Linked DNA regions of Hordeum vulgare: region 1 is linked to region 2. Evidence: chromatin contacts called from public Hi-C data. All regions are on one chromosome and are shown on one strand. The core of a region is the stretch at or near the end of the contact, and the rest is flanking DNA. Distances in the headings are between cores, read along the strand shown. Region 1 has its middle 11 kb from the start of LOC123444983. Region 2 has its middle 39 kb from the start of LOC123444981.

Region 1 (5,737 bases), core at 2,311-4,810, 180 kb after region 2:
AAAATGCAGGGCGGAGGCCCAGCCGCTACGGCCCACGATGCCGGCCTGGCTAGCCAACAACCCGACCCATCGAGACGTTAGGTTTTCCTGGCACTAGAGTGGCGGTGGCTGCACCTGGCCGAGGCGGGTTGGTGTTGGCGCCGAGCGGGGGTGCAGGTCGTGGCGGCCGGCCGGCCAGTAGGGCGCGGAGGGCTGGCGTGGGCGTCAAGCGGGGGTGCAGGTCACGACGGCCAACCGACTAGCACGGCGCGGCACGCTGGCGCGTGGCTCAGGAGCGGCAGGGCAGGCGCGGACGGCGAGGCGCTACATGGCACAACGGGCGCGGCCAGGCACGGCAGCGCAGCGGGCGCAGCCTACGAGGCACGACCGGCGACCAGCAGGGTCGGGGCGCGGCTGAGCGCGTTAGGCACGCCGCGGTCGTGGTCAGCAGGGCCACGGTGACGACGGCGATACTGTAGCAGCTCGGAAAAAATAGATAGTGCGTCGGCGGGACATCATGACGCGTGTATATCCGGTACATTGCGGCAGTGTCGTGCTCATCTGGAGTACGTCTCATCACCGTCTCCCTAGGGTGTAGTCAACAAGTGTCTCTTGATCCAAGTGTTGGAAATATGCCCTAGAGGCAATGATAAATAATAATTATTATATTTCCTGTTTAAAGATAATCGTTTATTATCCATGTTATAATTATATTGAATGGAAAAATAGATACATGTGTGGATACATAGACAAAACAATGTCCCTAGCAAGCCTCTAGTTGTCTAGCCAGTTGATCAATGATAATCAAGGTTTTCTGACTATGTGCAAGTGTTGTCACTTGATAACTGGATCACATCATTACGAGAATCATGTGGACTAGACCCAAACTATGAACGTAGCATATTGATCGTGTCATTTTATTACTATTGTTTTCTGTGTTTCAAGTATTTGTTCCTATGACCATCAGATCATAGAACTCACTGACACCGGAGGAATACCTTGCGTGCATCAAATGTCACAACGTAACTGGGTGACTATAAAGGTGTTCTACAGGTATCTCCGAAGGTGTCCGTTGAGTTAGTATGGATCAAGACTGGGATTTGTCACTCCGTGTGATGGAGAGGTATCTCAGGGCCCACTCGGTAATACAACATCACACACAAGCCTTGCAAGCAATGTGACTAAGTGTAAGTCCCGGAATCTTGTATTACCGGGATTGTACCGGAGTGACGAATGGGTTCCGGAAGTTCACCGGGAGGGGGGCAACCCACCCGGGGGAAGCCCAAGAGGGCCTTGGCGCCAAGAGAAGAAAACCAAAGAAAAAAAGGGGAGGTGGGAAGGAAGAGAAGGACTCCACTTTCCAATCCTAATTGGAGTAGGATTCCTCCTCCTCCTCCTAGCCGGCGCACCCTTGAGGGCTTGGCCCTCAAGGCAAGCCGCCTTCCCCTCCCTCCTATATATAGTGGTGATTTAGGGCTGATTTAAGACAACTTTTGCCAGGTGCAACTCAGATCTAGACACCATAGTTTTACCTCTAGATCATATTTCTGCGGAGCTCGGGCGGAGCCCTGCAGGAGTAGATCGTCACCACCAACGGAGCGCCGTCACGCTGTCGGAGAACTCATCTACTTCTCCGTCTTGCTTGCTGGATCAAGAAGGCCGACATCATCATCGTCGAGTTCTCGGTCTTGCTTGCTAGATCGGAACGGATCGTGGGACGGTTCGTGGGACGGTTCGTGAGGCTGGTCCAGGGACGTGAAGACGTTCCACTACATCAACCGCGTTTCTTAATGCTTCCTGTTGTGCGATCTACAAGGGTACGTAGATCCAAATCTCCTCTCGTAGATGGACATCATCATGATAGGTCTTCGTGTGCGTAGGAAATTTTTTGTTTCACATGCAACGTTCCCCAACACCAACAACATCGACATTGGTCGACGACGTATTCGTCAACTAGTTCTTGAGAGAGAAATCCACACTATAGGTAGATTAAAACCGAAAAAGTAAACTAATCGCAAAAACGGAATCGTGATAACATGATGAATCCATTTTTGCAAAGAGATGGATTGGATCTTATAGCTCCATGGGATCGACGAGAGGTTGCTTGGTGCAGGCTTAACGCAGGCTCGATGGAGACTTGGTGAAGCGAAGCGTGCTGATAACGTGTTCGGCAACTCCTACCGGCGAGTTCGGTCCAAGGTTGTGAAGCGGAGCAGCGTCGTAGACAATCACACGAGAAGTAGAAGAACACATAAAGTAGAAAGGAAACAATCTTTATTAATGATGGTCTCTATTACAATGATTGTTCTTCCTCTCTTTATGTAGGATAAGGGAGGATAAATAAACCTATTTAGGGAAACTCCAACGAGCCGACCCAAACGGACGGCGATTTTGTCCGCCTTTTGTCCGTTTGAGTCGGCCAGGCGGACACGAATGTGCGCTTCGACGTTTGGGTCGGCGCATGCGCCCAACGCTGGCTCGACCCATTTTTGCCGGCGTGCACCAAACATGCATAATATTAACGAAAATGTCCGATTAAATATTAAAAAAGCCGGCCACGAAAGCCGACGAGAGTCCACGCGTTACATTATTGAAAAATAAGAAGAAGAAAAAACCTAGGCGTCCTCGGCGGCGGCGTCGAGGTCGGGCTGTGCCGGCGCGGGGGCGAGGTCGGGTTGTGCCGGAGCGGGGGTGGGCTCTGCCAGCACGGGTAATGTTGGTGTCGGCGGTGGCGCAGCAGCACGGGCACGCTCGTGCGTATGTTGCATCGTCATCTGAGCTTCAAGGTAGGCGGCCTCCTGTGAAAGAAGCGCGTTGGCGCTGACGACGAGGGTGTTCGGAAAGAAGCCGGACGTAGACGTAGCACGGGAGTGCTGATGCGTCAGGTGCATCACCCTCATAGCATGCAGGTAGGCGACCTCCTTTGACAGCATCGCACTGGAATAGACGACGCACTTGTCGCCGCTGTCCATGGATGTTGGGTCGTCGACGAGGAAACAAAGGGTCAGCATGTTGGGCCATCTTTTTTGAATCGGAAATGAATCGGCACGGATGCGAAGCGAACGCGTTTTGACAATGGATCAGCGCGTTGGGCCATTTTTTTACCCGCATTGACCCAAACAGAAGGCGGCGAACGAAATGAGTGGATACATTAAAGTTGCTCCTAAGGAAAAACGATATGGACCGGCTCTTTGTCTTGCACCGAAGCCGGCCATGGCTACCGCGCGCGATGGGCTAGGCCCAGTTTCCCAACATAATTATGCACCCTGCCCTGACATACCCACCACGTAGGCAGGCACAACACGACGAGACCCGCAGTCTCCAACTGTCGGCAGGGGGCATCAGATCATCACCGCAGGCCTCGGCGCTGATCGATACTGCTACTGTACCCCGCCGCAATGGCAGCCCCGCGTCGCTCTCCCGCAGCCGCGAGCGAGCCAGCAGGACAGGAGCAGGTAGGCACGATCCCCTCCTCCCCGTCACAAATCACGCACGTGGTCGCGGCATACACGCCGCCCGGACGGGCACCGGCAGCGCCGCAAACGCGCCAGCAGCCGTGCGTCCGTGGTCGCGGGTGAGAACAGAAACGCGCTGCCGACGCGGCGCTTTCCCCAGCCGCCGATTTAGCGGCGCGCCGCACCGCACCATCCATCGGCACTGCCGCTCCGCATCTCTCGTCTCGTTTACGGCCACACGCGCGCAACGGGGTCGCGTCGATCGATCGTTTCCCGCTGCTCCCGAGGCAAAATGCATCTGGTGGAGCTAGCTAGCGACAGACAGACAGTGATCCATCTCAGCAGCTTTTTCGACGGCCATGTATGTGTGCCGCGCGAGCGCTCCACGTAGCCGGGCAGGCGGCACCACACAACAGCTCCCGTCGATCGCAAACCAAAAGACGGATCCCGTTTTATATGATGCCGCGGCGGAAAGCGGGGCCGCCGCCGCCGCACTGATTTATTATTCCGGTGGCGGCACAGGGAGAGGGGTGGGAACTTGGGATAGATGCATTTTGTTTGCTGTTTGGATGCGCTTACTAGGAACGCTTACTATAACAGAGCCGTGTGCTTCCGGCTTGATCTTGTCCCCCGAATTCAACCGCATCACTCTTTATCCTGGAGCTGGAGGACTACTCCTACCTATCCTCTATTCTTATTTATATATTTATTTATAATTCATTAATTAATTTTTCTATTCATGTAATAATGACACACCGTTAAGTCATGTATAGAGTCATAAGTTACTTTTTTATTAATCTTTTCATGCAAAATATATCACCTCATGCATTTATTTCCTAGAAAATTAAGTCATGTACTCCCTTCGTCACGGTTTAGAAGGCACGCTTGAAAATCTCTGAGACCAAGGTAGTCATTGATTGGTTGTGAGATGTAGCAGGTGTAGATGCTAATACGCCTAATCAACTGAGAAATTACTAGTATTAATGCGTGAGCAACAAATTGGGAGGGCGCATGCATGACTAGTACAAGTAGTAATTAATAAGAGTAATTGATTTCGCGCCTTAAATCTTGTCTATTTTAAAAACGCACGCAAGTTTAAATGTGTCTTCTAAACCGTGATGAAAAAAGTAACAATGTTTTATAGTATTTGTTTTTATTAATTTTAGTCTTCTATCAATTCATACATTTTTTTAAAGACATCGTCTAGTTACTATTAGGCTGGCCATAGTGGGAGTAACTAAGGTAGTATTATGTACTTGGGAAAAGCAAACATGTTGATGTGACAGACAATTAAAGAAGAGAGAGAGGGTTAGAGTAACATAGGTAGATACCGTAACATGTTAAATGCTATGCTACTATGTGTCATGCATGTCAATAAATAAGATCATCTATGATACTCCCTCCGTCTCGGTGTATAAGAGCATGGTTAATAGTATAGCCAACTGCTGGCTATAAGCAGTCTTATAGCCCGTCTTATAGCTAGCTTGTACAATAGTTGGCTATAAAAGAGTACTATTTTTATCATATATGTCTCACCTTTCATTCTCACAAAGCACCTAGGAGCACGTGTTAGAGTTGGCTCTTCACGAAGAGCCCGCTTCCCTTCTCTCTCCTCTTCTCTCTCATCCAACTCAGCAAAAATATAATATTTTAATCCTTACAGCCTGCTGACTGTACCTTATTGTACTTGCTCTAAGTCATCTTAGGTTGTGCACCGTGACCAAGACGGACAGAAAAACGAGAGAAATCAATGTTAATTTGCTAATTAATACCATTGCATGCAATGAATTGATCAATGCATGTTGTGCTAATTAGTCTCAAGTCATTAAAACATACATGCCCCACGTCTATTATTGGTTGATTCCTTTATTCATGTCAAAAAACAAGAAACGAGGTCAAAGTTAATGCATCGTGCCTAAGTGTTTTGGGATTATTTGATTTTTATAAGATGAATTATTCACCGAGACGAATGGAGTACTATTTTATGTTACTATGCACTATAAAGATAGTATCATACTACTATGATATTACTATATGTTACTCCACACTATGACCAGCCTTATGCTCCGCTGCTGATGCCGATGCGGCCTCCAGCGTGCTCAACCAGCACAGCAGCATTGCTCACTCTCGCACGCACGTGGTTTTTAGCTCCCAAGGCATCGGTCTCATGCTTATGGGTTACGAAAGCATCCATCGGGCCACAACAACTTGGGTGAAAATAGAACAACAGCATCTGGTATTATTTGTACCTTGTGTACTAGGTACACATTGTCTCGTCTCTTTCGGTACCACTTTTTCTTTCT
Region 2 (5,659 bases), core at 2,867-5,366:
AACATTTTTTTTGCGAGAGTCACGATTTTTCTTTGACGAAAGGCATGGTTTTGCCTTCGCGAGAGGCACGCCCATGCCTTTCGGAAAGGAAAAAATAACGCGTTTTCTGTTTTTTTACGAGAGGCATGGTTTTGCTTCCGCGAATGGCACGGTTTTGCTTTCGCGAGAGGCACGCCCGTGCCTCTCCCGAAAGGGACAAAAAAACGTTTTCTGTTTTTTTGCGAGAGACACGGTTTTGCTTCCATAAAAGGCACGGGTTTGTCTTTCTGAAAGGCACACCCGTGCCTTTTTCGAAAAGGAGAAAAAAAATGTGTTTTCTGCTCTCTTTTTTTTCGCAAGAGGCATGGTTTGCCTCTCGAAAAGGAAAAAAACACGTTTTTTTTCCTATCACGTGAGGCATGATTTTTTCGTTCGGTTTTTTCATGAAAAAAAAGTTCGTCAAAACCTATTAACATGGTATCTAGTTTTAAAGATCTCGACGCGAGAAAGCCAACGGTGAAAACGGTTCGAGATTTGAACGCACGGTTTAGGAGATAAAACGTTTTGAAAATACGGATCTACGAAAAAAGAAAAACTCCCAGGTTACGATAATTGGCACTCATGCAGTGCGCCACTTGTTGCAATCTGTGAAGGTAAAAATAAGCTTGCATCTGAAGCGAGCGAATCCTATTTAGCGCCACATGCGTTGGTTATAAGCATATATTGCTAACCGGTGTCTACAACAGCAACTCACGGGCCGGCCCATATTCCATTTTTCTTTTGTTTTCTAAACTTTAGAGAAAAGTGCAAAAAATTAGCGGGAGTTGCAATTCAAACCGTGCATCGTGGGTCGCATGTGATCAACGGGTAACCAAACCGACCGTCTCACTAGGTGTGATGACTTACACATTTTTCAACCATTTCTTCATTCCTCCTTGTACTTTTACTTTTTATTATCTTTTTTCTCTGTCCTTTTCTACTTTCTTTTTTCCAAATTCGTCATTGTTTTTTTCAAATTTGATAAACTGTTTTCAAAATAGATGAACTTTTTTCAAAATTTATTAAAATCAATTAACATTTCTTCAAAAATCGATGAACATTTTTAAATTTAGGTGAACTTTTTTGTAATTCGATAAACTTTTTTTAGATCGATGATTTTTCTAAAAAAATCATCTTTTATTCAAATTGATGAGCTTTGTTTTCGAAATCGATGAACTATTTTCAGAATCGGTGAACTTTTCCAATTTCAATAAACGTCTTTTCTAAATTCAGGGATTTCTTTCTTTCAAATTGATTAGCTTTTTAAAAATTTGAAGTTATTTTTTTTGTAAATCCATGAACAATTTTTCAATTTCGATGAAGTTTTTTCAAAATTGATGGACTTTTTGAATTTGACGAACTTTTTCTTTGAAATCGATGAACTATTTTCAGAATCGGTAGACTTTTTCCAAATTCAATGAACGTTTTTTCTAAATTCAGTGATTTTTTTTCAAATTGATGAACTTTTTTAAAAATTTAGTTGTTTTTTTGTAAATCCATGAACAATTTTTCAATTTTGATGAACCTTTTTTGAAAATTAATGAACATTTTTAAATATACAAACTGTTTTTTCAAATTCAATGAGCTCTTTTTGAAATCGATGAACTTTTTTTAAGTTTACCACCTTTTTTATTCAAAAAACTTATCACAATTTTTCCCCAATGATTACGTATCAAGAAATAGCGCTACGACTCTGTTATTAAGCATTTCAGACTATAAAAAACACTTAAGTCCAGTAGCTCTAGTGGTTAGCGAGTTTGGATGTGAAACATACGTCTTTAGTTCGAATCTTGTACCCGCTAATTATTTTGGGATATTTTCGTGCGAGTTCGTTGGTCGAAGCGTTCTATGGACCGGCCTAACTTGCAGGACACATGGGTGCGGGATCTCCTAGCCGACACTTAAGGCTCCGACTAGGACCTGAAGCGCCGAATAGGAGATCCCACGTTTCCTTCTCTCATGTGATGTGTTTTTGGGTAGAAGACAAATGCGGGCCAATCCAGCTTGGTCCTGTCCAGGCCCAACCCTTTCCTTTTGGCAAATTGAGTAATTTCATTCACAGATAAGGAGTTAGTGAAACTTCGTCTTTTAAAAAAGTCACATGGTACCTGACATAAATTTTAGAGGAAATTCCACCTTTTATCTCTTGCGGGTTTGTGACAGTGTTTAGCTCATTAAAAATGCAACATATTTTACCCTAATATTTTTGCGTTGTGTCGAGTTTACCCATATTCATCACATTTCTTCTGAATCTGGCTCACTAGGCAAAACCTGTCAAGTTGACATGGTTGGTGATAGGCAAGCCAAATCAGAAGCATAAATTAGATGAGTGTGTTCTTCCTATTTGGATGACCTTCCGCTATCCCGGTTGACTTTACATGCATCCCCGATTGGCCCTAACTAGCCCCACCGACACATTTGACTTGACCACACCCCTTCAATGGTTTTGGCATGTCATATCCACTTATTGGTTCCCATGAATCTTCCAATATGCATTTGACTTAGGGTATGACATGCCGGAACCAGTGAGAAATTGTTATAATATGGTAAAACTTGACACATTGTAACACATTTGAGATATCATTTAGAAGAAAATTGAAATTCTGGTATCATAAATTTATGGGGAAAGGGGAAGAAAAGCTTGGTTTCACGCTAAACTTTATACTGACAAGGGTGCTTTTTTGTTGCCACTTTCCCAATTGTTATCGTTAGTGACTAATATCTCATCCTCACTCTCAAACTTCGCCTGCATATTTAGATCTCCGCAAGGTGAAAAAGTGTTATATCTAGTAATGTCTTTTGTTTTGCCTCAATTGGCATAACCAAAACTTATCATAATCTGGTGAGGAAAAACAAGCACTAAAACATTGAAATGTTGGTTAAACAAACAACAGCTTTGAAGACATTTTTTAGTTAGTTTGAAAAGACTAAATTTCTCACACTCCATGTCAAAGTATTTGAGTATTTTGTGAGAGAGATACTGGATTGTAGGTGCTCCTATTCAACGCTTCCCGTACCGAATGGGACGATGGCATTCACATGGATGCTAGGAGGACTGCGACCCGTGACCGTCACTCACTTTGCCGCTTGTTTACTAGCTAACCGCTACTGATTCAACAAAAATCAAATCCTCATTTTACAGATAAAAAACTATACATTAAAAAATACGAATTTGAAATATAATTTAAAAAACAATGAATTAAAAAAACCTTATCAATATTAAAAAATTGACATATTTTAATAATGGAAGAAACAAAATAAATAGGAACAAGAACCGATGAAGTCACAGAACAAACACAGAAACTTCCCAAAACTGTTGGAAGGGAGCCCTATAGCATATCTTGGGTGGCGTATGTTTATCTGGGCTCAATTGGCATGTTAAATACATCGTGAGAACAGTGGCGAATCTTGAATGAACATGAAGAGAAGACTCAAAGTTAAAATGTGTGTATAAAAAGTCAAAAACTCTCAATTTTTTGATCCAAATAAGGGAAAAAAAGTTATAGAATAGAAGTACTTTTCATTTTCCAGTATGTTATAGCCCCAGTATGTTCTCAAAAAATAATGTCATGGCCCGGTACAAATGCGCTTGCCGGGTCTGGGGTCTGTGATTCTAAAAATAGTCCCATCACCATCAATCTTGTCGTGGCGACCGTAAAAGCAAATTCCATTTTCTGCATTTGCGGCCGATAATAATAAGTTGGAAGTAGCAGGAGCAATCAACAATTCTCAGTCTTTGCTCTAGAAACATATTCAAACCTGGAATGGTTCGCCTAAAAAAACGGAATCGTATCTCCCTCTATCGAACCTTTGACAAACCAAGCAACTTGAAAATAATCAACTATGCTTTCTTCTAGAAGCTTTGTTTAATTAGCCCAGTGATACTGCTAACATGACGGTTAGTCGAAAAAGTATCCAGCTAGCCGCCACCTTTTAACAAGTCCGAGCATAGAGTAACGGCATTTTCAGATCATCCCGAAGGATCTCCGAAGTGGTTGACCATGGATAAATTAGTCAATCGGGCTATCAAGGACACCTGGTCTGTGTACCATATAATTAACCTATTTTTTTTGGAAGAATATAGTTAACCTTATGTGCAGCACATATGTGGTCGTGGCGCCGTGCGCACATATGTGGTCGTGGCGCCGTGCAATTGGGCCGGCGCCCATGCTTGCGTCTGTGATGACGATTTCGTGTTTAGTCAACTGATTGATACTCGCTCTAACTTTACTACGCTTGATCCAGTTTTAAAATAGCTTTGTGATGCTTGGTAGATATTTCATTGAATTCATTTTATAGGTGTGCCAGATTTGTTTTTTTTTTTCAAGAACACCTCGAGAGGACAGTGGTTCCTGCATTTCATTCAGAAGAAGAGAATTGGTCTATTTTATAAATAAAACCGGACCCAAAGACCTAACATTCTTGTCTAATTAGGGAAAACCAAATGAAAACCCAAAAAACGAAGAAAAAAGAAAAACGAAAAAAGAGGCAATGTGTACTAGAAGATTGGGACGAGACAAAAAATCATGACGAGACATCATCGGAGCCACACACGACAGCACTTAGGCCCAAAAGAGTAAGACGAGACTCAAGAACAACCGAACTGATCGCCATTCGTCGAAGACTCTTCTCTCTCGGCCTCAAATAATCATGTACTAACATTATCTTGTGGAAAGCATCTTCAGAGGTCCAACTTTGACTTCACTACAATCCTCGCCAAAAAGCTCAACGCCTCATCACTTGCGATGAGAGTGTTTTTTTTGTACATGTCCACATATGCTTGCATCTTTTGTTCTAGCCCCTCTGCTTTTTTGACCTCCGGCAGCTCACCAAAAAACTCCAACATCCTATACCCTGCGCGCTTGGATGTCAGAATGTTGCATGCCTTGTTCTTCTTTTCGAGACGCTGGCTCCGCTGCCCATCATTTTTCTCCCCGTGTGAAGGCACCAGGGTCCCAAGAAGTGGTTGTGGGAGCAGACAAGTAACCTTGCTGAGAAAATCCTCCAGAGATATTGTTGTTGCTTTAGTTTGCGCCACCTTTGCAACAACATTGTACACGTCAACCGCAGGCTCATCTAGAAGGTTGGGTGCGGTGAAATCAAGCGGCTCCTCTGGACTCGGCATCTGATGTACAGAGGAGTGCAACACTGAAGAAAGGAGGAGCCTCAAGGGCGCGGTGAGTAGTATGCAGCCTCCGAGCACACATGATCGACAAATTTCTCACTCCCTCCATGCCTGGCACCATTGGGAAACCACATATCATCGCCCCAAGTAGAGCAGTCCATAGGGCCGTTGATGGCAGGAAAAATCTGAGGAGAAGGCGACATTGCTTGGTCAAGCGTCGGATCAACATTCCACGGATTGATGCCCACCGGCCCAGCCGAGAGCATAGCAGCAATGAGGTCCTGCTAGACAGGAGCACGAGGGAAGATGCAATAGTTCACGTAACAAGTCGAGCGATCTCCAATGGGCGGCGCCGTGAGAGCCTCAGTGTATGAACACTGCCTAGTAGCAGGGAGGCACCAACGAGCTAAGCTTCGACGGAGGGCCAGGGCATGACTCGCAAGATGGAAATCATTGTAGAAACGCCAACATTTCAGTGGCTCCTCGCAATGCTTGGGGAAATGCTTGTGGCGGAGA

The links. Hi-C and Micro-C count contacts between places; a contact is called where the count stands out from the background.
Region 1: a Hi-C map of leaf shows a contact between it and region 2, with 7 times the contacts expected there. The contact joins two enhancer-like sites. A contact is called at or near these places in 4 of 6 Hi-C or Micro-C datasets (leaf and seedling).

What each region holds. Positions count from the first base shown.
Region 1 is chr3H:553,719,516-553,725,252 of MorexV3_pseudomolecules_assembly, forward strand. No RefSeq gene overlaps it. Among protein-coding and RNA genes, the nearest start is that of LOC123444983, 11 kb to the right of the region's middle. Within about 2 kb of position 3,561, at least 3 of the 3 cell types and tissues checked have open chromatin away from gene starts, as enhancers often do. A contact at or near this core is called in leaf, where this site is marked.
Region 2 is chr3H:553,539,690-553,545,348 of MorexV3_pseudomolecules_assembly, forward strand. No RefSeq gene overlaps it. Among protein-coding and RNA genes, the nearest start is that of LOC123444981, 39 kb to the left of the region's middle. Within about 2 kb of position 4,117, at least 1 of the 3 cell types and tissues checked has open chromatin away from gene starts, as enhancers often do. A contact at or near this core is called in leaf, where this site is marked.